6 separate regions of the Mus musculus genome follow, and regions 2, 3, 4, 5 and 6 are each linked to region 1. A link is a contact called in public Hi-C, HiChIP or PLAC-seq and promoter capture Hi-C data. All regions are on one chromosome and are shown on one strand. Each heading gives the region's core, a stretch centred on a gene start, on an enhancer-like site or on the middle of the called end of the contact. The rest is flanking DNA. Distances are from core to core; before and after follow the strand shown.

The links. Promoter capture Hi-C pulls out the DNA fragments that hold promoters and counts their contacts. A called contact is a pair of places that touch in the nucleus more often than the background predicts. HiChIP or PLAC-seq counts read pairs in DNA pulled down with a chosen protein or histone mark.
Region 2: a contact with region 1 is called in an H3K4me3 HiChIP or PLAC-seq map of bone marrow-derived macrophages, with 2.5 times the contacts expected there. The contact joins the enhancer-like site here to the promoter of Rdh13 in region 1. A contact is called at or near these places in 1 of 39 promoter capture datasets (neural stem cells), 2 of 15 datasets of contacts at CTCF or cohesin (large pre-B cells and pro-B cells), 1 of 484 Hi-C or Micro-C datasets (embryonic stem cells), 9 of 115 datasets of contacts at active chromatin or transcription factors (bone marrow-derived macrophages, embryonic stem cells, large pre-B cells and 1 more) and 3 of 9 other capture datasets (adipose tissue, embryonic stem cells and pancreatic islet).
Region 3: a contact with region 1 is called in a Hi-C map of CD8 T cells, with 2.0 times the contacts expected there. The contact joins the enhancer-like site here to the promoter of Rdh13 in region 1. A contact is called at or near these places in 4 of 484 Hi-C or Micro-C datasets (CD4 T cells, CD8 T cells, double positive thymocytes and 1 more).
Region 4: an H3K4me3 HiChIP or PLAC-seq map of embryonic stem cells shows a contact between it and region 1, with 8 times the contacts expected there. The contact joins the promoter of Leng8 here to the promoter of Rdh13 in region 1. A contact is called at or near these places in 20 of 39 promoter capture datasets (3T3-L1-derived adipocytes, the C10 cell line, the HPC-7 cell line and 12 more), 2 of 15 datasets of contacts at CTCF or cohesin (embryonic stem cells and large pre-B cells), 152 of 484 Hi-C or Micro-C datasets (the AML12 cell line, B cells, the C2C12 cell line and 84 more), 54 of 115 datasets of contacts at active chromatin or transcription factors (the 230-238 cell line, the NIH/3T3 cell line, the SCID.adh cell line and 30 more) and 5 of 9 other capture datasets (adipose tissue, embryonic stem cells, liver and 2 more).
Region 5: an H3K4me3 HiChIP or PLAC-seq map of bone marrow-derived macrophages shows a contact between it and region 1, with 8 times the contacts expected there. The contact joins the enhancer-like site here to the promoter of Rdh13 in region 1. A contact is called at or near these places in 2 of 39 promoter capture datasets (the HPC-7 cell line and cranial neural crest), 1 of 484 Hi-C or Micro-C datasets (cortical neurons) and 8 of 115 datasets of contacts at active chromatin or transcription factors (a beta-TC-6 cell line, bone marrow-derived macrophages, embryonic stem cells and 3 more).
Region 6: a contact with region 1 is called in a promoter capture Hi-C map of macrophages, with 5 read pairs. The contact joins the promoter of Lair1 here to the promoter of Rdh13 in region 1. A contact is called at or near these places in 1 of 39 promoter capture datasets (macrophages), 4 of 115 datasets of contacts at active chromatin or transcription factors (bone marrow-derived macrophages, epiblast stem cells, memory CD8 T cells and 1 more) and 2 of 9 other capture datasets (liver and macrophages).

What each region holds. Positions count from the first base shown.
Region 1 is chr7:4,443,544-4,448,621 of GRCm38.p6, reverse strand. Rdh13 (retinol dehydrogenase 13 (all-trans and 9-cis)) reads left to right here and starts at 2,965. Exons shown (of 7, transcript NM_175372.4): 1 at 2,965-3,175; 2 at 4,301-4,419. The coding sequence starts at 3,111.
Region 2 is chr7:4,031,924-4,036,485 of GRCm38.p6, reverse strand. All of the region lies in intron 2 of Lair1 (leukocyte-associated Ig-like receptor 1), which reads left to right. Among named protein-coding and RNA genes, the nearest start is that of Lair1, 29 kb to the left of the region's middle. Within about 2 kb of position 2,040, at least 2 of the 459 cell types and tissues checked have an H3K27ac peak or open chromatin away from gene starts, as enhancers often do. A contact at or near this core is called in bone marrow-derived macrophages, where this site is marked.
Region 3 is chr7:4,939,838-4,944,887 of GRCm38.p6, reverse strand. It overlaps Ssc5d (scavenger receptor cysteine rich family, 5 domains), which reads right to left. Exons shown (of 14, transcript NM_173008.3): 13 at 2,016-2,174; 14 at 60-1,337. The coding sequence ends at 124. Among named protein-coding and RNA genes, the nearest start is that of Ssc5d, 17 kb to the right of the region's middle. Within about 2 kb of position 1,442, at least 64 of the 459 cell types and tissues checked have an H3K27ac peak or open chromatin away from gene starts, as enhancers often do. A contact at or near this core is called in CD8 T cells, where this site is marked.
Region 4 is chr7:4,135,058-4,139,898 of GRCm38.p6, reverse strand. It overlaps Leng8 (leukocyte receptor cluster (LRC) member 8), which reads right to left and starts at 2,419. Exons shown (of 16, transcript NM_001374609.1): 1 at 2,280-2,419; 2 at 1,111-1,203; 3 at 309-480. The coding sequence starts at 1,148. D030047H15Rik (RIKEN cDNA D030047H15 gene) reads left to right here and starts at 2,973. Exons shown (of 3, transcript NR_033548.1): 1 at 2,973-3,338. It overlaps Ttyh1 (tweety family member 1), which reads right to left. Exons shown (of 14, transcript NM_021324.6): 14 at 4,492-4,841.
Region 5 is chr7:4,084,741-4,089,111 of GRCm38.p6, reverse strand. The region is part of intron 6 of 9430041J12Rik (RIKEN cDNA 9430041J12 gene); the gene reads left to right. Among named protein-coding and RNA genes, the nearest start is that of Gm23741, 15 kb to the left of the region's middle. Within about 2 kb of position 1,416, at least 54 of the 459 cell types and tissues checked have an H3K27ac peak or open chromatin away from gene starts, as enhancers often do. A contact at or near this core is called in bone marrow-derived macrophages, cortical neurons and microglia, where this site is marked.
Region 6 is chr7:4,061,200-4,065,910 of GRCm38.p6, reverse strand. Lair1 (leukocyte-associated Ig-like receptor 1) reads left to right here and starts at 2,707. Exons shown (of 8, transcript NM_001113474.1): 1 at 2,707-2,842. The coding sequence starts at 2,809.

The DNA of each region.
Region 1 (5,078 bases), core at 1,716-4,215:
ATCAATCTTGGCAAAGGGTGCAGAGTCAACCTGAAGTGCACAGAGACATTCCACCCACCTTGGGTGTGTCTCGGAATTGGACAGGAGGTCTTCAAAAGCAGAACTTTGCTTGCATCTTCCTCTTTGTAATAACCGCGTTCTAGGCAGCCCATGTTCTGGAACTCACTATGGAACAGGTTCTTGTAACAAATGCCTTCTTGACATTTTCTTTTTTTCCAAATTGCATGGTAGGGGCTGGCAAACTGTCTCTCTGCTTGTTTTCCACATAAAGCTTTATTGCAACATAGATGCAGTGGTTTGTTTGTGCATCGTCTGTGTCTGCTTCCTGCTTCTGTGGAGGAGTGGCTGCAATCCCAGGGCAGTTGAGAGGACTAAGAGCATTCTCAGTAGGAGTCTGTTCTAGGAGTAGATGATTTTAGGCTGAATGCACTCAAGGTTGTCCTCAACTACATAGTGAGTTAGAGACCAGCCTAGACTACAAGAGGCCCTGTTTCCAAACAAACAAACAAAACAAAAAATGTAGCACCCACTGTGGTTTTTCTGCTTGTCTTCTTCTTACCATTTTAGTCAGATGAAACACCATGATCAAAGCAAGTTGAAGAAGAAAGGATTTATTGACTTACATGTCCATATCATGTTCATCATCATAGGAAGTCAAGACAGGAACTCAAACGGGGCAGGAACCGGGAGGGAGGAGCTGATGCAGAGGCCGTGAAGGAGTGCTGCTGGCTGGTGTGCTCTCAACATTCTTATCTTCTAAGCTTCCACAGAGCAGCCCACTAAGCTCTCAACACTCAAAGGCCCAGAGTTCCAAGGTTCTTTCACAATCCTCCCTGAAACACATGGTCAGGTCTGTCACAGCAACACCCAACTCCAGGTGCCAATTTTCCAACCACGGTCTTTCCAAGTCCATTGTTTCACTGTCATTGGAGTGTCATTCTTCAGGATTCTGGTACACACTGAAGACCAGCCTCTTGGACTGAACAACTACTGAATTCTTTGGTCATTGGTAGACAGCCATTGTTGGACTAGCTGGATCACAGCCTGTAATCCTTTCTAATTATCCTCTTCCTCCCCAACTCGCTTTTGGTCATGGTGTTTTATCATAGCAATAGTAACCCTAACTAGGACACCTCCTCACATTTGTGGTAGATGAAGGCTCTCAGACATTTGAAAAACACTCTTTTTAAATGAAAAGTTATTTATTTATCTTATGTGTGAATGTTGTACCTGCTTGAGTTGTCTCTGAGCCATTTTTGTGCAGTGCCTGGGAAGGCCAGAAGAGGGCGTCTGAATCCCTGAAACTGGAGTTAGACATGGTTGTTGGGTGCTGGGGTCCTCTGCAGCAGCAGCAAGTGCCACTGACCTACCTTTCCAGTCCCAGGAGAATCAGCCTTTACTGTTACTGTCAGGGAAACTGTGTGGTAAGGATTGAATTCAGTAGCTGTGCTTGGAACACAAGAGGTGTTAAGTAAGTTGCAAGAAGTTGTGAGTGAGCACTCACAAGTGCACACTAAGGCCAGTTGTTCTTTTTTTCTTTTGGAATGACCAATCATTTCCTAAGTATAACTTCTTACAAAGGGAATGTCTGGGTCAATAGTATACACGGATCATCCTGTGACAGGTGTCTGACTAGACTTTCAGGAACACCAGATAATTGACTCCCACCAACAGGGAGTTTCCCCTGATCCTTGCCAACACTGAATATTTATTATAATGTTGCCAATCTGATAATTGAAAAATATTTATCTCCTTGTCACCTTCATGAAGACAAACAGGTGTCAAGTGTGCTGACATTTTCTAGTGACAGGATGTATTTGTCCACTGTCTATAGCCTTTTTCCTAACTTCCTTTCTTTTCCTTCCTTCCTTCCTTCCTTCCTTCCTTCCTTCCTTCCTTCCTTCCTTCCTTCCTTCTGTCCGTTCGTCTGTTTGTCTGTCTGTCTTCCTTTCCTCCTCTCCTGCTTCTAGACACTAACACTTTAGTATGTTTTAAATATATTATTCTTTCCTTTTGGTGTATAAGTGTGTGGACACATACATGCCGTGGTGGAAGGTCAGAGGACAACTTTTGGGAGTTGATTTTATCTTTCCACCATGTTCTAGGAATCAAACACAAGTTGCAAAGCTTGTATGACAAGTGTCTCTACCCCATGCACCATCTCACTGTTGTTTTAAAGCCAGTATCCTTCTTTTCCTTCAAATCCAATGGTCCAGGTCTCAGTTTCCTCCCTCAGATCCAAAGCCCACACCCCAGACTTCCACTCTTAAACACAAGAGTCCAAATCCTACCCTTCTCCCTCAGACTCAGGAATCTATACTTCACCCTCCTCCCTCAGACCCAGGGGTCCAGGTCCCAGCCTTCTTCCCTCCTTCACAAGGCCTACACAGAAAGTGCTACCATTAACTATTATTTAGAGGAGAAAAACCATGGTTCATTCTACAGGGTCTCGATGTCTGGAAATGGAAATGCTTGGTACCAAACTATCTATCTATCTACTTTATTTATTTTCTTCCTCCCAGATAGTATTCTTCTGCATGGATCTGGCTTCCTAGAACTCCCTCTGTAGAACAGGCTGGCCACAAACTTATGGGTTTGCCTGCTCCTGTCTCCGTAATGCTGGGATTAAACGCGAGCACCACTACCACCCAGCTACTATTTTTTTTATTTCTTCCTTCTTTCCTTCCTTCTTTCCTTCCTTCCTTCCTTCCTTCCTTCCTTCCTTCCTTCCTTCCTCCCTCCCTCCCTCCCTCCCTCCCTCCCTCCCCCCCTCTTTCTCTCTCTCTCTCTCTCTCTCTCTCTTTTTCTTCCCGAACTTCAGGACGCCCTTGGATTGGTTGAGTGTGATGACATTTGATCTGGTAGCTGACACGCCTGTCAACCTCGGCCGCATTCCATCTCCAGAAACTACGTTTCCCAGCATTAAGTGCGCCATGGGCCTACTTCCTAAAGCCCCGCCTCCACATCTGGTCACTCCCCATAGCCGGGTTCTGGTGGCTGTGTGATTCCACGTTCACGCTACTCGAGCGCACGTGGGTTCCTGGGCAGCGCGTTCGTCCGCGGAGTGGCCTGGAGTGCAGACCCACGGACACCCTTTTCCCCAGCCTGGGATGAGCCGCTTTCTGCTGCCGGTGTCCGTAGTGGGCACGGTGATCGGCGGCACCGTGCTGCTCAAGTGAGTCTGCGCGTCTTCTCTGCGCGCTTGGTGGTAGGTTTGCGACAGGGGAATGCCAAACAAGGCCAGAGAAGTATCCCTTGTCCTAAGTCCTCGGACGAATTCTTCCCGCTCACTAGTATGGCTTTTCCGGGAGAGGAGGGCGGGTCACCTCTTCAAGGTCACCTAGGGAGAAGGGGTGGAGCATGGATCTTGTGCTCATTTTATCTCTGGACCACTCCTTCTCTACCCTTTCCTCTTTGCCCAGCCTGTTTGCCTCCCCTTCCTTCCTTTCTTCCCTTTCCTCTCCTCCCCCGTCCTTCTTTCCTTCCTTGCGTTTTTCAGACTGGGTCTCACCATGAAGCCTTGGCTGGCCTGGAACTCGTTATATTGACCAGGCTGATTTTGAATTCACGAGAGATCTGCCTCTGCCTCCTGAGTGCTGGGACCAAGGACATGCGTGTCTGTCACCGCTAACAGCTTACATGAGGTGTTTCCCTCCCCGCCCCCCCCCCCCCCGCATGTATGCATATGCTATGCTTTCGGAGGTTAAAAGAAGATGTTAGATCCCGTGGAACTGGAGTTATTGTGAGTCACCGTGTGGGGTGCTGGGAGCTGATCCTGGGTCCTCTGTAAGAGCAGCAGTGCTCTTACTGCTGAGACATCTCTCCAGCTTCTTGATGTATACACACCCGCTTCCCAATCATTGTTCTCCAACTTCCATGGACCCCTTCTGACACATGCTCCTTCCAACGTCATGCATTCTGTCTGTCTGTCTGTCTATCCATCCATCCATCTATAGACAAGGCAGCATGTAGCCTAGGCTGGCCTTGAGCTTGCTCTGTAGTCGAGGATGATGACCTTAAATTCCTGGTATTCCTGCCATTGCCTCCTGAGTACTGGGCTTGCAAGTGTGTACCACCACTTCTGGCTATTGTCTTTTGTTTTTATAAAAGTATGAATAAATGATTGTTACCTCTTGGAGATGTTCCAACGTATAATCCTTTTCTGAGGCCATGACGAGGACTCCCGTGTGTTTGGGTGCTTTGGTGATGGATGTGAGCTTACGAGTGCTTTGCCCCAGCTCATAAATCTTGAGGCAGGCACGAGGCAGACAGAACTCACTGTGCTGTTTCTCACCTTCAGGGACTATGTCGCTGGTGGGGCTTGTCCCAGCAAGGCCACCATACCTGGGAAGACTGTTATCGTGACAGGAGCCAACACAGGCATCGGGAAACAAACTGCTTTGGAGCTGGCTAAAAGAGGTAAGAGCAGCCCCTGCTCTGGGGTTTGAAGAGTTATGTGCACACTGTTGTGTGCACAATGTTGTGTATGGCAGCCTTGTTTATAATACCTCGAAGGCAGAAGCATTCCAGGTGTCAATTTGCAGACAAATAAACAGAATACGGCTCATCCATACAGTGGAATATTACTATGCTTTCAAAAGGAAAGGAATTCAGACATGCTTCTGTGTGATGATTCTACAGGATGTTGTGCTAAGTGAATAAAGGCAGACACCACACACACACACACACACACACACACACCCCAACAGCTACATAATTCACATTCTCAAAACTATCCAAAACCAAACCTGTTTTTATTATGTAGTGTGTGTATGTTGGGCTGGAGTGGGTCTGAGTTTGCCATCTGTGTAGACAACCATGGAAGCTGGTTTTCTCCTTCTGCTCTGTAGGTCCTGACATTGAACCCTGGTCCTCAGACTTAGCAGTAAGTGCTGTGGCCTGTTGAGCCAATTGCCAGCCTCAGTATTTGCATATCTTGATATGTTTGCTTTGTGTGTATAGGGGGGAGGTGGGTACACATGTGCATATGCGTGCACATCCTTGTGGAGGACAGAGGATAGCCTCTGGTGGCATTTCTCAGAACAACAGTAGCATATTTCCATACGTCCTTCGAATGT
Region 2 (4,562 bases), core at 791-3,290, 410 kb after region 1:
CCTAGGTTTTCCAGTTCCATGTTTGCCTCCATTTGTGTTTTCTTTAGAATCCACTTAGGAAGTCCTTGACAGTCCCATAGGTAGAACATGAACTGCACACTCACACTTGATCTTACTTGTCCATCTTCCTGTTTGTATTATGTCACCAGGCCCTTGATCCATCCCCCTCCAGTTATTTTCTAAGTCTATTAGTTAGTTTCATTAATTTGTTTTGTCTTGAAACAGATTCTCAGTATGTGTGCCTGAATTGTCTGGAACTTACTATGCAGACCAGGCTGGCACTGCTTCTGCATCCTGATTGTTTAGATTAAATGTATGCACCACTACTCCCAGCCTTAACCAATCTATTTGCATAAATTTATGCTTACATCTCTCTAAAGTCTTCCCTTTCTTACTCTTTGTTGCCTTCCCCCATGTCTCCTCTGCCTATGGCTCTCACCCTTCTTGGCACCACAAGGATTGCTCCTTGCCATATAGAAGCACAAATATCATCTTTCTGTTTACTACAATTTGAAAGTTTTATCCAGAAGCATTTATTTTTGTTTTTCCTAGAGGCTTTACTTTTTTCCCCCAATTTCCTGTAACTCCTCAAACAGTCTTTTCTGTCCTTGTAAACTGGGCACCATCCACCACCCCTTTTCTTATTTTACTTTGTAAAATTCTTCTCTCATCCTGACTGTAGTTTCCCCTTTCTTCCTTCCCTGTGTCTTCCCTTTCCCAGACACACCAACTGCCTCCCCTAAGAAAAGATCAGGCCTCCCAGGGACATCATACAAACATAGCATAATGAGCTGCAATAAGACCAGAGACATTCCATCACATCAATGCTGGACAAGGCAACCCAGTAGGAAGAAAGGGATCCCACTAGCAGGCAAAGAATCAGGAACAAAAGCCTCAGTTACCACTGTTAGGAGTCCCACAAGAACATCAAGTTACTCATAGTCAATATCTATAGCTATATGTATCTATATATTTGCATATAGATATATTATGTTGTATATATCTATCTTTATCTCTCTCTATATCTCTATCTATCTATCTATCTATCTATCTATCTATCTATCTATCTATCATCAATTAGCTAGATCAGACCCTACAGGCTCCATGATCTCTGCTAGACTCCATGAGTCTCAGTCCGTTGTTTCTGTGTGCCATGTTCCTGTGGTGTCTTTGAGTTTTCTGCTTCCTCCAATATTTCCTCTCCCTCCTCTAAAGGACTCCCCAAGCTCTTTCTACTGTTTGGCTGTGGGATTCTGCATCTGCTCCCATCAGTTGCTGGATGAAGTCTCTCTGGTCTCTTTGATAATGATTCTGCTAGGCTCCAGTACCAACACACTTTCAGACAAACTGTAGGTGGAGGGTTTTATGGTTGGATTGGTATTTCAGTCCTTCCACCAGAGGCCCTACCTGGTTATAACACATGGCTGGTTCAGGCTCTGTGTGCCCCATTAATAGGAATCGTTGTTAGGTTTGCTCAAGTAGATCCCATGGAGTTTCGATTGCAGTTTCCCCTTTCTTCCTTCCCTGTGTCTTCCCTTTCCCAGACACACCAACTGCCTCCCCTAAGAAAATATCAGGCCTCCCAGGGACATCATACAAACATAGCATAAAAACCATGCCTCCGAAATGCCCTTTCCCCGATTCCATTTCAGTTTCCCAGTATTTTTCCCCTACTCCCCCACCTGGTCCCTCCTGGTCCCAATTGCTCCTGTCCACCTGTGAAATCTATTTCCCTTCCTCAGGGATATCTTTTCATCCTCCCATGAAGCCCCCTTGTCATTTAAACTCTCTGGGTCTGTGGGCTATAGATGATTGTCTTTTAGTTTACAGATAAATCCACTTATAAGTGAATATATAATATGTTTGTTTTTCTGGGTCTGGGTTACCTCACTCAGGATGATGTTTTTTCTACTTCTATCTATGTAGCATACAAACTTCAAGAAGCCATTATTTTTAACCACTGACTAATACTCCATTGTGTATAATACCATATTTTCTTTTTCCGTTCACCAGTTGAGCAACATCTAGGTTGGTTCCAGTTTCTGGCTAGTATGAATAAAGCTGCTTGCTATAAACATAGTGGCTGTATAAATTTCCATTCCCACCAACAATGGAGAAGTGTTTCCCTTGCTCTACATCTTTGCCCTATTCCTTGGGTTGTTGATCCTAGCCATTGTGACATGTATAACCTAGAATCTCAAATTTGTTTTGATTTGCATTTCCCTGGTGGCTAGGGATGTAGAACATTTTTGTCAGTGCCTCTCAGCAATTTGATATTTCTCTGTTGAGAATTCTCTTATTAAATCTGTACCCTATTTTCTAATTGGATTATTTAACTTATTGATGTCTGTTTTCTTGAATTCTTTAATTATTTTGGATATTAGCTCTCTGTCAGATGTGGAGGTGGTGACAACCCTTTCCCATTCTGTGGGCTCCAGTTTTGTCCCATTGATAGTGTCCTTTGCCTTACAGAAGCTTTCAGTTTCATGAGGTCCCATTTATTAGTTGTTATCTCAGTGCCTGTGCTATTGGTGTTCTAGTCAGGAATTTGTTTCCTGTGCCAGTGCCTTCAAGGCTATCCCCCATTTTCTGTTCTATCTGGTTTAATGAATGTGGTTTTATCTTTAGGTATTTAATTCATTTGGAGTTTGTTTTTGTGCAGGGTAATAGATATGGATTTATCTGCCTTCTTCTACATGCCAATATCTGGTTAGATCAGCACCAATTGTTGAAAATGCTTTCTTTTTTCATTGTATATTTCTGGCTCCTTTATAAAAAATCATATGTGCATAGGTAAATGGATTTTCTTCTATTTCTTTGACTTGATTCCACTGATAAAAATAATATGTCTGTTTTTATGCCAACACCATGCAGTTTTGTATTACAGCTTGAGATCAAAGATGGTGATACCTCTAGAAGATTTTTTTGTTGCATAGAATTTCTTTAGTTATTTTTTCCTTTCTGTTTCTCCAATAATGAGTTCAGCATTTTTCCTTCAAAGTCTGTAAAGAATTGTTTTGGAATTTTGATAGAATTTATGTTGAATTTGTAGATTGCTTTTGGTAAGAAGGCCATTTTTATTATGTCAATCCTACCAATCCCTGAGTATGGGAGATCTTTCCATCTTCTGATATCTTCTTCAATTTCTTTCTTCAAAGACTTGACATTCTTGTCATACTAGTCTGTCACTTGCTTGGTTAGAGATACTGCAAGATACATTATTTGTAACTATTTTGAAAGGTATTTTTTCCATAGTTTCTTTCTTAGCCCATTTGTTATTTGTGTACAGAAGGGTTACTGGTGCCCCCCCCCCCTTGGAGTGGTTCTTATATCTAGCCACTTTGCTGAAGGTGTTTATCAGCTGTCAGAGTTCTCTGGTAGGGCCCTGGGATTTATTTATTTTTCCAATTGGGAGATTTTAATGACTTTCTATTTCCTTAGGGATTATAGGTCAATTTAAATTGTTTATCTGATCTTAATTTAACTTTGGTAAGCGGTATTTATCAAGGAAATTGCCTATTTCTTTTAGATTTTCCAATTTTATGGAGTATAAGCTTCTGAAGTATGACCTAATTATTATTTGAATTTCCTTGGTGTCTGTTGTTATGTCTCCCCTTTCCTTTCTGATTTTGTTAATTTGAATATTCTCTCTTTGTCTTTTAGTTAGATTGGACGAGGGTCTGTCTATCTATTGATTTTTCTCAAAAAAAAACTTTAAAAATTTTGATTCTTTGTTTTATTCTCTTTGTTTCTAATTTACTGATTTCAGCTCTCACCTTATTTCCTTTCATCTACTCCTCTTGGGTGTGTTTGCTTCTTTTTCTTCTAGAGCTTTCAGGTATGCTGTTAAGTTGCTAGTATGAAATCTTTCCAAGTTCTTTCTCTCTCTTTTTCTTTCTTGATTCTAAAGACAGGGTTTCTCTGTGCAGCACTGGCTTTCCCAGAACTCTCTCTGTAGACCAAGCTGGCCTTGAACTCACAGAAATCTACCTGTCTCTGTGATTAAAGACTTGTGCCACCATACAGCTCTCTTTCTTTCTTCTTTTTTTTTTTTTTAAGGACACTCATTTTTAAAAAATAATTTGTTTATTTTCTATCTTATATGCAGTAGTGTTTTATCTGAATGTATGTCTGTGTGAAGATGTCAGATCTTGGATTTATAGACAGTTGTGAGTTGCCATTAAGGTGCCAGGTATTCCTCTGGAATGCTCTTAACTGCTGATCCATTTTTCAGTTCCTCTCTCAGTTTTTTTATGAAGGCACTTTTTGCAATGAACTTTCCTCTTTTAGCACTACTTTCGTTATGTTCCATACAGTTGGGTATGTTGTACATTCATTTTCATTAGGTTCCAGGAAGATTTTAATTCTATCTTTGTTTATGTCTTGACACCAAAGTCATTCAGTAGGGAATTGTTCAGTTTCTCTGAGTTTGTAGGCTTTCTGTTTTTTCTGTTTTTCTTGAAATCCAACTTTAACCCATGGTGGTCTGATAGGATACAGAGGGTTATCTTTGTGTTTTGTATATGTTGAGACTTGTTTTATAAGCAAGGATTGTGGCCACT
Region 3 (5,050 bases), core at 193-2,692, 500 kb before region 1:
GATCAGCATTGTAATTCTGTCCCTCCAGAGCCCCTGCTCCCCAGTAACAACACCCACACTTCGATTGTACATACGTTGGCTTTTGTTTAAGAGTATCTTAAGCACCGTGAATTTCAGAGTGGGTCACACATCTCCCCTCAGAGGCCTCTCCTCCTCCTCTGTGGTGGTGGTCATGGGCACAGGAGTGCTGGGGGGCCAGGCCACCTCTGCTAGCCTCTTTACAGTCTCACTCAGCTGCCCCAACCCCTGAGCAGCCTCTACCAACTGGGCTAGGCCCAGTGCCAGGACTTGGCGCTCCTGCCGGTCCTGCTCCAGGACCCAGGTCAGTCTCTGCAGCTGGTCACCCACCTCCCTCACAGCACCTACCAGCTCCACCAAGGCAGGTGGCTCACAAGCCATGACCCTTACTGGTGGTAATGGGGACACACATGGCCCAAAAGGATCTGGGTTGTGATTAGGGGTTGGCCCTTGAGTGAGGTGGTCTGAAGCTGAGTGTAAGGTCTGGCTTCTGGGTGGTTTGAAGGCATCTGTGGGTAGTGGGTCCAAGTTTGAGGCTGGAGAGGGACTGGAGGGGCCGGACTCCGAGGCTAGAAAGAGCTCTAGGTTCTGCGTCTGGGATGCGTCTGTGGATGGGGCTTCCTCAAAGGTCAACTCTGAGTTTAGTCTAGGCTTAGTGGGAGAGGAAAGTTCTGTCTTTCGGGAGGATGGAAGGGACTCTGTAGGGGTGGCAGGGGTTGAGGAAGGGTGAGTATTGGTGGGAGGTTGAGGACTTGTGGCGGGGTGAGGGCTCCTGGGTTGCTGAGGGTTTGTGGTAGGTTGAGGGGCAATGGTGGGGTAAGAAGTTGTGTTGAGTTGAGGGATGCTGGTGGGGTGAGAGGCTGTAAACGGCTGTGTGGGGGTCCTGGTGTTCATGGGGAGGTCTGAGGAGTCAGAACTTTCTGGGATTATTTCAGGTGCTGGTGTTGTATCAGGTCCTGGAGTCAGCTCTGAGGTAGGAGAAAGCCTGCTCACTTCTGATAGCATAGAGGAGGCAGAGGTTAGCCCTTCAGGGGAGGTGGGTGTTGGGCTGCCTGAAAGCTCTGGGGAACGTGTTGGAAGCAAACTGGTATTAGGAGTGGACAAGGCAAAGGTTGCTGGGGAGGGAAGTCCTGGGGTGAGTAGAGATGGTTTGGGGGAGCTAGAGGTCCCCTCCTGCTTTGAGTCTGGGATGAGTTGTGGCCAGGAGCCAGAGGTCTGCCGTGAGCCAGAAGGCTCTGGTGAAGAGGAGGAAGCAGGAGATGAGGTGGTGGCTGAGGTGGGCAGCGGCCGGCGCTCAGGTGTTGGCTTCCTTGGTGAACCTGGAGTTGGAGAAAAGAGGGGCAGATCGGTCAGAGGTCAGTCTGCCCTATTGCCCTATCTACGTATTCCGCAAAGTCCCTTGAGGAGAAGACCAATGGGAAGGCAAAGATCTTCGTGACATCATGGGTCACCGGCAGATTTCACCAGGCCCTAGTGCCCCTCCTCCTCAACTCTTGCGAGGTCCCTGCCGCCACCTGGTGGCCTATGCGGGGAACACAGATGCCTACAAGTACAGAGTGGAGAAAGAGCCCAGGGGACCAGAAAGATGAACACGCTTTGGGATACGAGAAGACTCCTAGGAAACACCCACAGTGAGACTCTATGTGATAATTAACGTTCACTGTCAACTTGACAAGATTTGGAATCACCCAGGGGACACAGGTCTGAACATGTCTATATGGGAGTTTACAGAGAGATTTTATTGAGGAGGGAGAAACAACCATATCTATCGCTTGGGCTGGGGTTCTAAACTGAATGAAAAGAAGTGAGTTAGTCAGGCGTGGTGGCCCATGCTTTCAACCCCAGCCTTTTAGAGTCAGAGGCAGGAGGAAGTGTGTGAGTTCGAGGCTGTCTCTCTGCTTGATCTTTGAAGTAAGAAGTAGTTACCCCTAGGAGCTTGGAGCCCATCTCTGTACCCCAGGACACATACTCCCCAGGCCTCTTTGCCCATGCCTCACCTGCACGGGCCCTTGGAGCTGGAAAGGGGTGGCCGGGACTCTTGCTGGTGCTAGTGGTAACTGTGGATCCAGGCTTGGTTGTGGTGGGGGTCCCCTTGAACAGACCCCTTCCTGAAGGTGTATCCCACGTCCAGGAAGACTCATAACCTCCCTGGTCATCTGCAGATGTGTGAGGAAGAGAGTTGAGTCCTCCTTCCACTTTTTCCTGCTGCTCATTACCACAGCTCACCCGTCATTCAGCCCCTCAGCCTATGTCACCTTGTCACCGGTCAGGATGCTCTTGGCTAGTAAACGCAGAACCTGAAGAGGTTATCCCATAAAGCAAATGCGTGCATTGATTCCGTTCAAAGCAATATTGTTTTTGACACAGTCTCAGGTAGCTCACACTGAACTTGAACTCATGTAGCTGATGCTGGCCTGGAATTCCAATCTCCCTTTACATTTTAAAATGACATGTATTTATTAGTGCATGTGTGCCTTCCACCATGTGTGCTCCAACAATACTTGTCAGGTTTGTCACCAAGTATCCTATCTACTGAACTATCATGCTGTCCCAAGCAGCCTTTTTTAAGCCATAGCACACACATACACACATGCACAAACATAATACAGTTAAAATAAATAGATAAATAAATGGGTGACAATAAATAATTAACAAAAAGAAAAAACGTTCCTGAGTCTCATAAATACTTAGAATACACAAACCTTTCCAGGGTGAATCTCAGGGGAAAGACTAAAGACACGATTAAGCCCAGAGAAAGGCAACACACTCCGGGCTTTGACGAAGGAAGGGGCTGGAGCTGGAAAAGTCAAGAGGGCAGCTTCTCCCCTAGGGATCAGCCCTGCCTGATCTTAGATCAGTCAGACCCATGAAGTCTGACCTACAGAAGATCAAGAACATGAGCCACTAGATCTGTGGTGATGTTCTAGCAGCCAGAGAGATCCATGGAGGCCCTTCTTAGAGCTTAAAGCCTACCCTTGCTGAGGTGGGAGAAATAGCTTAGTGGTTAAGAGCATCTTTTGGGTTTCCAACCCACACTTCAGGCAGCTTACACCTGCCTGTAATGCCAGGTTTAGATTGGATGTCCTCTTCTGGTCTCACTGAGCTGTGTGTGTGTGTGTGTGTGTGTGTGTGTGTGTGTGTGTGTGTGTGTGTAGCTTGGCTGTTCTGGAACTTGCTATATAGACCAGGTTAGTTTCAAACTCACATAGATCCACCTCCTTTGCCTCCAGAGTTCTGGGATGAAGGGTATGCACCACCATGCCTGAACCACAAAATAAGTCCTTAAAAAGAATCTTAACCATGTGACTATGCGAGTTTTCTCCCACAGGCCTTTGGTCGCTTGAGAATTCCCTTCCTGGGAACAGTGGGTAAAGTTGCTCGCTGTACATCCTGATGACCTCAGTTAAACCCTGCCAAAACCCACATGGTGGAGTAGAAAATACAACTCGTGGAAGCTGTCCTCTGACCCCACACATAAGCCATGGCACACGCATGAATTAATTAAACAACACTTCTCTTCTTGCTCTCGTCTGCTGAAGGATAATATCACATTTCTGGAAGGATTTTCTTGGTTTCTCTTCTATAAATAATCATTACCACCTTGGGATCCTGAGCCTATGAATTGTTTCGGTAAGCAGAGTTTTCTGTTATAGGTGACGACGCGGGCCTTCTGTACGTTGGATTGGAACGCACAGTCACACAACTTGTCCCTGTGCTGTCTGGATTGGAGTCAGCTAAGTGAGTCAGAGCCCAGGCTTGTGCTTTGAGTGGCAGCACACATCATCCCAGTACAACGAGTGAATGGCATTAGGCTGGCATCATGATGCATGCCTATAATCCTACCACTCAGAGTTCAAGGCTTGCCTGAACTACACAGTGACTTCCAAGCCAGCTTAGGCTATGGTAAAAAAGAAGCTCTCGGCAGCAAACAAGAGCTGGGAGATAGCTCAGTTTGTAAATTACTTGTTTTGCAAACACAAGGAACGGAGTGTGAGCCCCAGAGCACACATTTAAAGAAAATATAAAGCTGGGTATGCCATCCCGGTGGTAGGGAGACAGAGACAGAGCTATCTCCCAGGTTTATGCATCACTAGCCTGGCCTCAATGTTGAGCTTCAAGGCCATTGTCTCATAAAAACAAGGTTTAGATAGTGCCTGGGGAATAGCACCAGATGTTGTCCTCTCGCCTCCACACACACTGTCCACACATTGCAGAGACACACACAAGCATTTACATATAGTTATACTTACACACATACCACACACATATATACATAAGACACATATAAATTGTTTGAAACAGTCTCATCCTACTACTACACCTTCTTCTAACCCTTGATACATAAAATTGTCCCAAGAGTTTGCTTGTACAGTTTGTACTTCTAATTTATTTGCCCTGCTCCCCCTACAAGGATCCCCCTGCCTCAGCTGTCTCTGCAGTGGGCAGTGCCTCACCATGCGCTCAATTCTACCACGAGGGGGCGCTGCAGGACAGAGAAACTGCCCTAATTGTGTAGAATGTAAGTTCTGCAAATGCAGCTGCACTTGAACAAGGAACGGGGTCTCTAAGAACTCACTTCTGGTTCCAGCATTCTAACGATCAACCTCGATACCAGCAAGAGGTACTCCTGGATCCACGTTATACATTCCTGAAGTTGGCTCCCTAGTTCAACTCTACAGGTGGAGAACAGGGATCCTGGTGGCCAATCAAAATGTGCAGCACTCCGTGACGTAAGGAGGTGCTAGGCAGAAGAGCAGGTACCTACCTAGGCAGGCCTGATTGTGCATGCTGGGTTCCAGAAAGGATGCAAGCAGACCCTCCAATCAGTGGCAGGCAGAGGGACACACACAAAGAGGCAGGGAGCATTCAACGGTGTATGCAGAGAGAAATGAGGGTGACAGAGAAACAGGGGTGCGAAATGCAGCGGGTAGGGCACAAATAGTGTCCTCTCTCACTGAAATGAGGGTCAAGAGACACAAACAGAGAAAGAAGGAAAGAGAGAGGGAGAGGGAGAAGGAGAAAGGACTGAAGC
Region 4 (4,841 bases), core at 1,170-3,669, 310 kb after region 1:
GAGCCCATGGGCACTACACTACCAAGAGGGTAGGCCTTCACTGCAGAGCAACTGCAGAAGGGTGCAGACTCTGTACAGTAAGACTAGACATCTTAAAAGATGGGGACGATCATCCTTAAGATCACTCAGGCCCAGGTTGACCCAAAGGAGTTAACTTTCCCCCTTCATTACATTTAGTTAACAGGAAAACATGCTTACAGCCCCCCTATGGCACTCCCCTCTATGGAAGCCAGCATCCTTCCCACCCTTCTCTCGGCAACGGCCCCAGCCCAGCACTGTAGTTCCCAAATCCTCCATGCCATTCTCACTTGTGCACTGGCCACAGGACCACTGCTGCTGGCTTTGGAACTGCTGGTAGCCCCTGCTTTGCTGATGCTGGCCAGGGCCTGGCGGGCCTTCTCCCACTCTGGGTTCTCGTGCATAGGAGTCTCCATGCCATTTTCTCTGCTGTTCCCAGTCACCATGCTGTACTGAGAAGACCTGCAACAACGAAGCACAGTTATGGTCTCCCCTATCTATACACAGGTAGACAAAGTTGGGGAAAAGTAAACCCAAGGCTTGCATTCTAGAGCTAAACTCCCTACTCACCACAGCCCAAGCTGAAGGTGGCACATAGCATGTGCCAAGCAAACAGAAAGCTAACCAGTATGTACATAATTCTATACATGACCTACGACTTTAGGAGAACTCAGGTTTTTTACAAGCCAGTGAATTCTGACATGGCCAACAATGAAAAAAAAATTTAAAAAAAGAAAAGGGAAGGATCAGAAAGATATTAAGAGGGGGCTGGAGAGGTGGCTCAGTGCTTAAGAACATTTAGCAGTCTTGCAGATATCACTAAGCTCTGTTCCCAGCACCCATGTCGGATGGCTCAGAGCCACCTCTAACTCCAGCTCCAAGGGATCTGAGGCTTCTTCTGACCTTGACGAACATGGGTGACACACACTCACTCACACCCACATAAGCTCACATACATTAAAGGAAAGCTCAAAGGGGAAGCTTGCCCCTCCATCCTAGCCCCCACAATGAGCATTTTTCCCCCAAGCTGTGCAAGGACCCGTTGTGTCTTGTTCCTCTTGCAATGGGCTGTGTTCCCTTAGCCCTACTAACCAGTCTGCAGCACGCTGATCACCCACGTTGGCCGCCATCTGGACCTTGGGGTGTAGGGAATAGACCTCGGGAGCCAGGCTGCTTTTTAAATGTCTATAAGAAAAGAGATCAATTAGCCCCAAGAGAAGATAGGCTAGAAAGAGAGGGTATCTCATAGAAGGGAACACTGGCAAAGAATGGAAAGGAAAGCAAGTGTGGTGGCTCATGACCATAATGCCAGCAATCTTTTGGGAGTTCCAATACCCATCTGGGCTACAAGTTACAGTCCTGTCTCAAAAACAAACAGCTTAAAGAATCAGAATCAGTTCCTAGTGTGGAGTGAAGAGACCTGAGCATGAAAGGAAACACCTCCCTTGGAGGCCGAGACTAGCCTGTAGGATATGAAAATGAAAGACAAAGAAGCTGAGACTTGCATTACGAGTGTGGCTGTGAGGGAGACCTGACTCAAGTGGTGGATGCAGAAACCTCAGTCCTGGATAGGAAATCTAAAGATACTTCTACTACAGCAAGAGGAAGGCTCTCCAGTGACTGAAGTACTAGCTACAAAGAAGTTTGGGGAGAGGGAAGCCTTTGGGGATACTCTGAGGAGGAAGGAATTGAGACTGGGAGAACACTGGAGAATAGAGCAAAGTTTTCAAAGAAAAAGGTAAAGTATGGATATCCCGCTGAGCAGCCAGGTGAAGGTGCAGGAGACTCCTTCCTGTGAAGTCACTGCCTGGCAGCACCTACCAGACTCAGATCAATTACAGTCTCCAGACTTGTATGGGATGTTCCTAGGAGTGGGAGTTGGTTTGGGAGCAAACAAGTGGCAATTACTCAAGTAAGGTGTCTGCAGATAACAGAGGCCCACAACATTCTTAAACTATTAGGGGTGGGGTGGATAGTACCATAAGAAATAGGATGGGTTGAGCACCGTGCCAACAGGGCTGGAGCGGTCCAAACAACAGGATTTACAGAAAAGAAGCCTATTGGAGAAACTGAAACCCTTATAGGAAGCCTAAGGGGCACTGACAGGTCTCAAAGGCCTTTAAAAAACCCAATCCGTTGGGTGGTATCAAGGGGTCCTAACTAGGGATGCACAAAAGAGAGCCTCGTGTTCGTAACTGGTATTAGGAGTAAGGGGTCTGATTTACAGACGAGAACAACACGGACTGTAAGCTCAGAAGCACCTGGCTGTCCCGCAGGCATGGAGTCCACGACGCTAGGTGGAGGTTGAGGCCGCCCTGAACACAAGCGACCTCCCTTGTCCCCCGCGACCAGCCACCGGCCGGGCCGCGCTTGCGCACCACGCTGCGAGGGTGGCCTCTCTGGGTTGCCCTAGGCAACAGGAAGGCCAGCGTAACAGCGGGTCAATGGAGCCCGCAAGGGGTGCGTCTAGGGCACTAGGGACCGCAGGGTTCCCAGGGCCAGTAGCAGAGCGGACGCGGACGCGCACGCGCACGTAGGGGAGCCGCCCCCTCCCCCCCCCAGCGTACACCCGGCGCGCATGCGCAGAGGCGCTCCGGCGGCCACACCCTTCAAAGACGCAGGGCGCGGCGTCGGTTGGCCTTACCAAACAGGCCAGGGCTCGCGGAGCGCGGAGCCCGAAGGCGTCCCTGTGCTCGCCCGCCAGGCCTCCCACTACTACCCACACTCACTAGGACCGCTCGCTCCCGGGACTCGTTACCGGCGGTCCAAGGCAGCTTCAAGACAACCAAGACAGCGCTCAGTCACCGGCTGGCTCTAGTCTGGGGCTCGAACGTCCTGACCGTGGCGTGATGACGTTACCCGGACGTCTGTCCCCGCCCTGTGTCGCGCACAGCCAATAGACGTCACCGCTCGGCTTGAACCGCCCACCACACGTCTCGCGAACGCAGTCGCGTGTTGGCGTTTGTCAGCAAGCCGGAAGCTGGCCCTAGACGGTGGCCCCGTGGGGACAAGTACCTCCCAGCCTCTCGTGCGCGCTCACAACAGCTTAGTTTTGACTCAGCAGTCAATAGTCTCTCAGATGTAACGCATAGGGACAGGAGTTGTGAGGCTGCGCACTGCGCTAGGACGATTTAAAATAAATGAATATATAAGCGGGTGGAGGGAAATGGGATAAGGTGAATCCTCCCTTGGAAGGTTTATTTAGTGAGTAAAATTGGAAAGGCGCACCTGGCGTAGGGAACAGCGAGTGCGAACCAAAGGAAGCGGGAAACGCGTCGCTTGAGGAATGGGAGTAGCCACTGGACTGTGACGCTGGAAAGGTACCTTGTAGGGTGTTGGGATGGTGAGATCTGCTCGGAGTGGCAGCTAGCAGAACTGTATCTTTTAGGATCAGGATGGCCCTGGAACTCAGAAACCCGCCTCCCTCTTAATGGGATTAAGGTGTGGGCCGCCACTTAAAGCTCACTGTTTACAGTAGGAGTGATTGAATTATGCAGCCCAACTTGGGATCTCCCGTTAAAATAATTGATAAGACTACCTTCTTATCAATTATTGTTCATCAATTGACCAGTTTCCAGTCTCACATTGTACAAGCAACTTTTGGTAATTAAACAACACTTGGATAACTCTGTATCATTTGCTAGTGTTAGCTTGGTAGGTTTCTTCCCATCTCTTTTTTATAATGAACTTTTATTTTAGAATAAATTTTAAGTTTACAGAAATTACAAAAGTAATACAGGAATTGGGCACACTATGCCCAGTTTCCCCTATTGCTAGATTCCACACCTCAAATTCATTTGTTAAAAGTAAGAAATTGACATTGCTCTAATATTCTGAACTAAGCCGCAGATGTGGGCGCTTTTTCTCACTAATGTTTCCGGTGCGCCATAGCGTAACCCAGAGCATCATGTTGCATTTGTCTTGCTTTTTTACCCATCCTGTCAAGAGCTGTTTATTGGGTTTATGATGCCCATTTGCTTTACCACACAACTGAGGTTCAAAAAAACAAAACAAAAAGCCAAACCAAACTAAACCAAACCAAAACAACAACAACAACAACAAAAAAAAAAAAAAAAAAACTGGGCAGTGGTGGCCCACGCCTTTAATCCCAGCACTTGGGAGGAAGAGGCAGGTGGGTTTCTGAGTTCGAGGCCAGCCTTGTCTACAGAGTGAGTTCCAGGACAGCCAGGGCTACACAGAGAAACCCTGTCTTGAAAAACCAAAAAAAGAGGTTCAGTGAGTCAAATAACTTGCTTACATTAACACTGAGGTGCCAGGACTAGGACCCATAGGAATCCAAACCAGCATTGTGCAAGAACCAGGGATACCCCTGGTGCTTCTGTAGTCACTTGAGGACCCTGCTCTGCCATCTCCCCTACAGAGCTGCTGGTCTTTGGGAAGAGTCCCACTGTGGCAGATTAGTTTTGTCTCCAGCGTTTAACTGAGCCAGGGGTTGCTTGTTTATTTCTTTCTGGAAGCTGGTCCCTCAAAGGATTACCAGGATAAGAGATGCAGTTTTTATCCTCTCACATGTAAGCATATTTATGTTTGTTTATTTGTTTTGTTTATTATTATTTTCACATAGCTGGTGATTCACAGTCTCTGGGCAGCATATTTAGAGAACCTGTTCCCTGGGCCTCCAGACCAGCACCAGCCCACACTCCACTCTAAATCCCACAACAAATAGGTACTCGAAAGGGGAAAGTAGCACATTGTGTTTGCTAATCATTAGAATTTGAACACTTTAGTTGGGTGTGGTGATACACGCCGTCACACGCCGTTAATCTCCTCACTAGGGAGGCAGAGGCTGAGGCAGGCTCTTC
Region 5 (4,371 bases), core at 167-2,666, 360 kb after region 1:
CAGAGACTCATGGCTGTTCGACGTGACTGTTGAGTGTGCAGCCCTAAAATAGGATATTCACATTGTTCCCCTTGTAGCCTGGGGAACATTGAAGAAAAGGGGGTAGGAAGAATGTAAGAGCTAGAAGATAGGGAGAAGATAGCTGTGAAATGCTTTCTCCCTAGCAGGACCCAGCCGTTGTAATCATGATCTCCCAACAGTTGTGGTCACCTGCACTGGGCCTTGCACAAGATTGGGCCAGTTATCAGTCAGTTATGGATAGAGCAGTTGCTTGTGATGTTCCACCTTTCTGTGCTGAACTACTGGATACTGACAGATTGGCGGGTTAGGTGTATCATTGCCTTTAGTTTTGCACCCACTGGTGAGTCTGTCAGGCTCCAATGAATAGTTTTAAACTCATGGTCCCACAGATGGCCCTAATTAAACTTAGTGGGCCACAAAACAAAGCAAAAGAACATGAATATGAGGAAAAGACTTGTGCTGAATGGGGAAGGGAAATAAAAGGTGTGGCTCAGTGGTAGAGCCCCTGCCTAGAATCCATCAGTGAGAATATAGGGGCATGGCTCAGTGGTAGAGTCCTTGATATCATATGTAAAGAGCTAGGTTTAATTCTAAGAACCAAATAAAAAGGGCGGGGGGAGTCATTCAACTTTTGGGGACTTCTGAGGGTGGCGGAGCTCTCCTCGGCCTCTTGAGGCTTGATGTTTCAGGAACATCCCTCTGCCTCTGAGTTGTGATCATGTCTCTAGTTATTGCCTACTGCCTGGGTTTGGAACCATGCTATTATTGCTTTGGACTCCACGACTGCATGGTAATCACCCAGCAGATCTAGTGTCTATAATTACTCCGCTGGCTGTGGGAGTTCCTGGTACAATGAGCCAGCTGGGCTGCAATTCCTCATCTGATCCCAGTGACTGTACATAGTTACAATCTGGTGTCTAAAACCCTGTCATCATTACCCGCCCTGTATAGCAATTTATTTTACTTATTAATAATGGCATTGAAGCTCCTATGTTTATGTTCCTCTTTTGGATGCTTCTAATGCTATCTTTTTCTTACACATGAGAGAAGTTAAGATATCTTATCACCTGGCAAAATAATATTGCAGACACTAGCCTCTGCAGATACACAATGGGAGTATTATAGACTCACCATGCACAGATCTGTGAGGTGTGTACTGTACAACTCAGAGGTTACTATGCCACATATGTGAGGTGCTCCTTGAGAGCCCCATCCCCATCATAGGCATTCAGAAGTCAACTCAATGCAGAGCCATGAGAAGGAAGGGGTGGGTGGCTGCTGAGGAAGATGGATGAGACTGTTTCAGGGTTGCTGCAATGACAGACCTCTGTGTGAGTAGTTCCGCTTTATAAAGGAAGTCTAGGAAAAAGAGACTCACCACTGGAGGTGTCTTCAACTTGGGACAGTTTGTGATACTTGCTCTTTTACTCAGGGTAACTTCAAAGAGTGACAGGGCCCCATGTGATCTGGGGTCAACCACCTGGCACCTTCTCTCTTCCTACCCCTTTACTCTAGACCCAGCATTCTGTACTTCCTGAGGGTCTGTGGCCCTCTAGCTCTCCGATGCAAGCTTCTCAACTATCTTTTCTGATCACTTTAAGCAGACTGTGAACAAGCTCACAGCAGCCTGCCATCTGTGGGGAATTCATTTCAAGACACCCAGCAGATGCCTGAAACCACACGAGTATTGAATCTATATATATACTATGTGCCTGCATCCCCCCCCCCCCCCTGCAAACCCCTGCCAAAGCTCAGTGTATAAACTAGGCACAAGGCCTAGCAGCCATCACTAAAAATAAAACAGGACAACCATAAAACACTGTAATAGAAGTTATTACCATATCTTTTGGGCGGAGTATTGTTTTGAGAAAAACTTCATCAAACTACTCAGAGAGGCACATAATTGAAAAGGTATACACAGTTTACTCCTGGAATTTTCCATTCAGTATTTTGTGGCTATGGGTGACAGTGGTTGATGAACTGCAGTGAGGTGCAACTATGGTAAGGGGACTCCTGTATTGTACCTGTGGCTTCCAATCTTGTCTCTCCTGTTGGTCTGCAGGAATACAAATGTAACCAAGGAGATTTGTCTGTCTGCTTTCTATCTTGGTAGATAGCAGGAGACTGGAAAAGTATTTGTCAGATTACCCCATTTTACAAAATCCACTGAAAACTACTCGCGCGTGCGCGCACACACACACACACACACACACACACACACACACAGAGAGATAGACACAGACATAGACACTCACAGACACCCCCTCCCACAGACACACCTCCTATATACACCCACAGACACCCACAGACATCCACATATACACTCACAGACACACACACACACAGACACAGAGACACAGACACACATAGACACACACACACTCACAGACACAAAGACACACAGATACACACACATATACACAAACACACAGACACAGACACACAAGATTTTAGTAGTTTTCAAGACCCATCTCTCATCACTACTTCCTAACCCCCTCTCTCTTTTGCTGAAAGCGTTTATCTTCCTGACAAGTCTCCCTTGCAGTTTTCATCCGTGTATACGTGTCTTTGTGTGTGTTCCTGACCCACTGCAGGGTTCCTTGTATGCATGTATTGTTTGAATGTAAAAAAGTGTCAAGTGGGGGAGGGTAAAAACCTACTTGAAAGGAATTTTTTTAAATTAAAACACCATATTCTATTTATCCTAAACATATACAAAATTTATTTTAAAAGCTCTTCATGTTGTACACTTAAACTATATACAGTGTAAATAGTTTAAAAAGTATTACTTGTCTAAACTTATCAACTTTTATAAACAATTTTTATAAACACACACACACACACTACAGTTGCTGTATTACCTATAATTTGTAACAGGCTCCCAGACATTAGCTCAACTGCTTCCATGATGGAAGTAACTTTCAGACCATAAAACTCAGCATGTAGCCAGTACTACCTACCAAAATGAAGAACTAACCCATCAAAATTCACAGTTCTAGGACAATCTCTAAATGTACTAACCTTACTAACCTTTTCACCTCTGTAGTCTGTTTCTGGATAAATGTTCTTGCTGACTGAAGTACATTAATTCAGGGCATGGTTTTCTTGTTTAAAAGCTCACCCAAGAACTGCTTAGTCCATGCTACACTGGGATCCCAAACACCCAGTATAGTTGCAGGCTGGCTGATTAAAATTTTTCTATTGGCTTAAACCCATGTCTTAGAGGTCTTTTCTGGTAGATACCCCACAACAGAATTCACCCCAATTATAGCACTGGGTTTTTTTTGTACCAATTGCAACATTCTCTTGGCTGGGCCACCAGGGGAAGTGCTCCTTGACTGGTCTGGGTAGGAATATTTGGAGAGGCACTTCACTGTAGACTTTCCAACCAGTTATGGCTGAGGCTGAAACTTCAGGAGCCAGGGTTGTGTGTTGACAGCAGGCAGCTGCAACTGTTGTGTAGCTTCTGCAAGGTATCTCTAGAATACTCAAAGTTGACTGTGTTGGCAAAAGGACAGCTAGGTTGTCCAACTTAAGTTATCACTTAGATAGATTGTTCCACATCTCCCAACATGCTTATTTATATTCAGGAGGTTAAGTATCAGAGGGGTGCTTGCAATAATAACATAATTTAACATCAGTATTTACTGATATGTGCCACCACATACAGTTTCATACATTTATATTTTTGTTTTTCTGAGACATGGTCTCTCTAGGTAGTCTAGACTGTCCTGAAACTCACTATGTAGACCAGAATCAATCATGAACTCACAGAGGTCCCCCTGCCCTGCTTTAGATTAAAGAAGTGCCTCTGTGCCTAGCCCTATACATAGTTTTAATATCAATTATTTACTCTTTGAAAATTTCATATATGTGTACAATGTATCTTGATCATATCCATTTCCTACTACCTCAATCTAATTCTTCTCATGATTTCTTCCAACATATTTCTATTCCAATTTTATGTCTTCTTTTTAAAAGTTTCTGTTTGTTATTTAATTATTTGTTTATTTGTTCTAAACCCTAAGTCCAGGTACTTGCTGCCTGTGTATGTATGTATGTATGTATGTATGTATGTATGTGAAGTTATGCACTGGGGCATAGGTGAGCAACATACAAGTTATCACTCTTCCACAGAAAAATAATTCTACTTCTCCAAGAAACCATCAATGTCCAATTCCTCAGCTACTTTTGAGTTTTAAGCATTTAAGAGTATGTGTTTGTGTGTGTATATATATATATATATGTGTATGTGTGTGTGCAAACGTATGTTTGTATGTATCTGTATGTATGTGTGTGTGCATGCATGTTAGAGTGAGTGAGTGTGTGTGTGTGTGTGTGTGTGTGTGA
Region 6 (4,711 bases), core at 1,458-3,957, 380 kb after region 1:
ATGTCTGTATGTGTGACCTATAGATGTCATAGCCTGTTGATGTAGTTGTCAGTGATAGACAGACATACAGGAGGGTAAAGGTCTCCTTGTGAAACCCTCTGTAAGGAAGAGAGGGTTCATTCCTACCAACCCTTAACACATAAAGTTTAATCTATTTCATCACTTGGTCACATTTGGTCATCTGAGCTGCTTTGGACAAGCTGGGCCCGGTGGCACAGGCCTTGCAATTCTAGTTACTCAGGAGTCTGAGGCAGGACAATTACAAGGTCAATGTGGAACTGTTGAAATTGTCTTAGCTCACACCTCAGTTTCTCTCTGTTTACTCTCACAGACTCAGAACAGAACAACTTTCACAGAGCTATGACTTTATGAGGAGGACGACTGAGCACATGCTGTTTTGTCAACCACCAACAGTGTCAGCTAGAGGGAAAGTGAAGAGTCACTGTGCCTGCCTTCAGACACAGATGACCTACAGACTCTGTAAGAGGGTGCCTCTACTCTACCTTTGCTCATGGCACACAAGACACTGCCTTTTCTCTTCTTGACAGATGGTCATCTGTCTGTCCTCAAACCCTAGGTCTTTTATCTATTCAGTCCCTTTAGGATTTTGTTTATGCTACTTCATACCATTCTAGTTCCAATGGTACTGAAGAATAGAGAGAGGAAGGGAGAATTAAGGAAGAGGAGAGATTGGAGAGAGGAGAGGACAGGACAGGAGAGGGGGGAGGAGGATGGTAAGGAGGAGGGGGAGGGGGAAAGGGGGAGAGTTGATTAGTGTTTTGTCAACTTGACACAAGGCAGAATTATTTGAGAAGAGGGAACCTCAATTGAGAAAATACACCTATCAAATTGGCCTGTGGGCAAGGCTGTGAAACATTTTCTTGATTAATGATGGATATGGGTCAGCCTATCACACTGTGAGTAGTGCATCCCCAGGTAGTGCTCCTGGGTTGTATAGGAAAGAAGACTAAGCAAGCTATGGGGAGCAAGCCAGTAAGCAGCCTCCATAGCCTCTGCTTCACCTTGAGTTAAAGTCTTATTAGAAGTCTAAGATGAAGTAAACCACTTTCTCTCCAAGTTGCTTTTGCTCATGGTGTTTCATCACAGCCATAGAAATCCTAGCTAAGACAGAGAAAACCATAAAATTTGTTCTCTTAACATTTTAACTGCACACTTTACTAATATTGACTACAGATGCTGTGTTGTCTTAGAGTTATTCATATTAATTGACTAAAAGTTTTTGTCTATTGATAAATAACTTCTACATGTTTTCTCTTCTGGTAGACAAAATTCCATTTTGCTTTTATGAATTTGACTTTATCTATTTTAGTTTTTTGAGACAAAAAAAAAATCTTGCTATATATCTCAGGTTGGCTCAGAACTCATTATGTAGTACAGACTGGCCTTGCACTCATGGCAATCCTCCTGCCTAACCCTCCCAAGTGCAGGGCTTACAGGAATGGATCAGCATGCTCAGCTTGAATGTGACTACTTTACATACCTCCATGAGGCAAACAACTCATCACCTGTCCTCTGGGTCTTGCTCAGTTCACTGATAGCCATTTCTTGAAGGTTCAGCCATGGCTTTTCACATGGCCTCATCATCATCTTCAAAATGTGGTCTATGTACACCACATTTCCTCCAACCACTTCCAGAATGATTTCTCTATCACAGCTCCTGTGAATAGAGCTGCAATGACTATGTGAGTGCTGACATCTCACTTCCATACTTACTTCCCCTCTTACTGGGGTTCTATTTTTAATTTCTGTGTGTGTGTGTGTGAGTGTGTGTGTGTGTGAGTGTGTGTGTGTGTATGTGTGAGTGTGTGTGTGTGAGTGTGTGTGTGTGAGTGTGTGTGTGTGAGTGTGTATGTGTGAGTGTGTGTGTGTGTGTGTGTGTGAGTGTGTGTATGTCTGAAATCACAATGCTATTTCTAAAGAGGAAGAGCGTTCTTCCCTGTAATTTCCATTTTTTCTTCTAATCTCATGGAGGGAGGGCATCAGCTTACCCAAAATGATTCTGACTCATTAACTCAGAGGAAGTTTCTTCAGAACAGTTGAGGCCCTGACTTCTTGCTAACAGTAAAAAAAAAAAAATCCAATTTATACACATTTCTGACAATATTTATTAGCTTTTAAAAATATTATCTTTGTCACTGAGATGGCTCAGTGGGAAAAAATGCTTGCTTCTGAGTCTGACAACCTGAAGTTGATTCCTAGGACCTACATTGTCGAAGGAGAGACATGACTTTGGGGAGTTGTTCTGTGACTGCGTGCGTGCACACACGGGCACACACACACATGCACACACACACACACACCCCAATATTATTTAATAGTAAAAGCATTATCTATAGAAGGACACATTTAATGTGTGAAATATCTGGTCGAGATCTTTTACAAAAGTCGTAACATCAAATGTTTCTCATTTTAAACCCAAGGAAATGTGAGCTTTGGGTTGAAGTAGAAATGTCTTGCATAAATTGGTGGCCTTTGCTTTCTACAGTGGGAACTGATATGTACAATCTTATTCTTGCATATTTACAGACAGGCAAACAAGTTAAGGAATGAGCTCAGCTACATCTAAACATAGGGGCCCGAGACACTGTTTTAGAAGCTAACACCTTCTCCTGAAGCCAGTGACTAAGGGAAAGAGTCCAACGCCCAGAAGAGAAACCTCTTCCTCTCCATGTGGGGAACCTTAGCTAGAAACCTTGTGACAAGCTCCAGTGCACACATCCTGCCTCTTGTGCCTGCTGCAGGGCTTCTGCTCTGACCAGACCTGGTAAGGTTGCTGGAGCCTGAGTCATGTCACTTCATCCAGTTATCCTGCTGGTGCTTGGTGAGTCCTGGGAAAAACTGAGGGGTGGGGAAGGGAGTCTATTCCTCACTCAGCCTTGAGAGCAGCGAAGGCGATTCTGGAGCCCCTGGGAGGAATGCCTCTCTGCCCCCACGTCCTACTTGGAAGATACCTCTGCAGACTTATTGTTAGGAACAGTGATGGGGCATGAAGTCAGGTTCAGCTTTAACAGGACTTAGGAAGAGCCTGCTTTTTTACAATCAAAACTGTTACGTAGTATTGATTACCCTGCTTAGAATAAAAAAAAAAAAACCTCAACTTTTGTTAGTTCTTTGAGTATTTCTTATATTACTCACCATCAACTTTTCTAAGTTCCACTTTTCCTCCCTATCCTCTTAACTTTGTTCCATTTTTTTTTTTTTTTGAAAGCACTGTAAGACCAATTTGTGCTGCCCGAATACTCCTAAGTATGTGGTCTAGCACTGGAGCATGGTTGACTTACCAGGGACTACACTTTTATTTTATTTTATATTTTTGAGGCATGGTGTCACTATGTGTTGTGTCCGGCCAGCAGACCACAACCTGGGTTCTAGCCTGGAAAGGCATTTTGGAAACCTGGAAGAGAAGAGGGGCTAGGTGGCGAGAGAAAGAAATGTAGCCAAGACAGTTACTCTGATCAAGGCTCAAATTTTATTGTTGCGACACTAGTTATGAAGGAAGGGGGAGGGGACCCGATTCCCGCCGAATAATCTCTGGTCCAGTAGAAAGGTGCACGTGTGTGGCTCCGCAGGTTCTAGCAGTGGGCGTGGCAGAACGAATGAGCAGGAAGCTCCACCCCTGAGCAAGCAGGTTTCAGGCTGGGGGAGGGGAGACTACATTTCCTCCCTTTTATTAACAAAACTTAAAAAAAAAGAAAAAGCTGGCCTGAGGGGGGGGGGGGGGGAAATTATCTATGCTCAATAGTTCTGCCTGGAATCTAGGGCTAAAGAAAAAACTTGCTTTCGTGGGATTCCTTAATTTTTCTTATGGTAAACTGTATCTGGCTAAGACTGTCCTTTCTTATCTTAGTAAACAACTAACTGAAAAGCCTGGAGCTGCAGGCTCTGACTTTATTATGCTAATTAGTACTGAGTAGGTAACTTTCTAGTGGAATTTTAAGTAGGGCGTTGGAACTCTGGCTAAGTTTGACTGAACAAATGTGAAATACACTATAATAAGAATAACACTAAGTTGATATTCCTTCACATTTTTGGATGATAGGTGGGAAACAGGGAGAAGGGGTTCGACCGGCTCTGTAGTACAAAGCCAATTGGCTTTTTTATTTTGGGGTGGGAGGCAGTGAAGACAGTACGGTCTCCAATCTCTCTCCCCACTATTAATTAAGTTAAATAAGGCAACGCTTAACTGAGGTGATCAAATGATTTTCTCATCCGTAGATGAGTGGGCTTTTAACCTTGGCTTGGGTGGACATTGACCCGATTTATCCCGTGGATGCTGTTAAGACCCACACCTGTGGCTCTCGGTATCTTTTGGGGAGGGGAGGCAGAGCCGAAAAATATTTTTGATTTTTAGCCAAAATTTGATACCAACCTCTTTCAAACCGGGTTTATCTCACAGGAAACTCAGAAATGGTCAAGCTGGACCTTCCCCTGCAGTGCTCTCTGCACCAAGCGATGCCCATACTGAATTTGTACGATCACAAACCAGTATGCACAGTTCTGAGTACTGTGCAGCTCCTAGAGGAGAATTATCAACCTCAGATTTAGCAAGACCTAGGCAAGAATTATGTCATTAGTAACACCACGACTTGTGGCTAAAATAGGAGCTGGAAGTCGTTCCTCCTCATCCCTGTTTTTTCCACAGCCTAAGGAGCTAAGGACACCTTGCAGTAATAGCAAGGGTGAAAAGCCA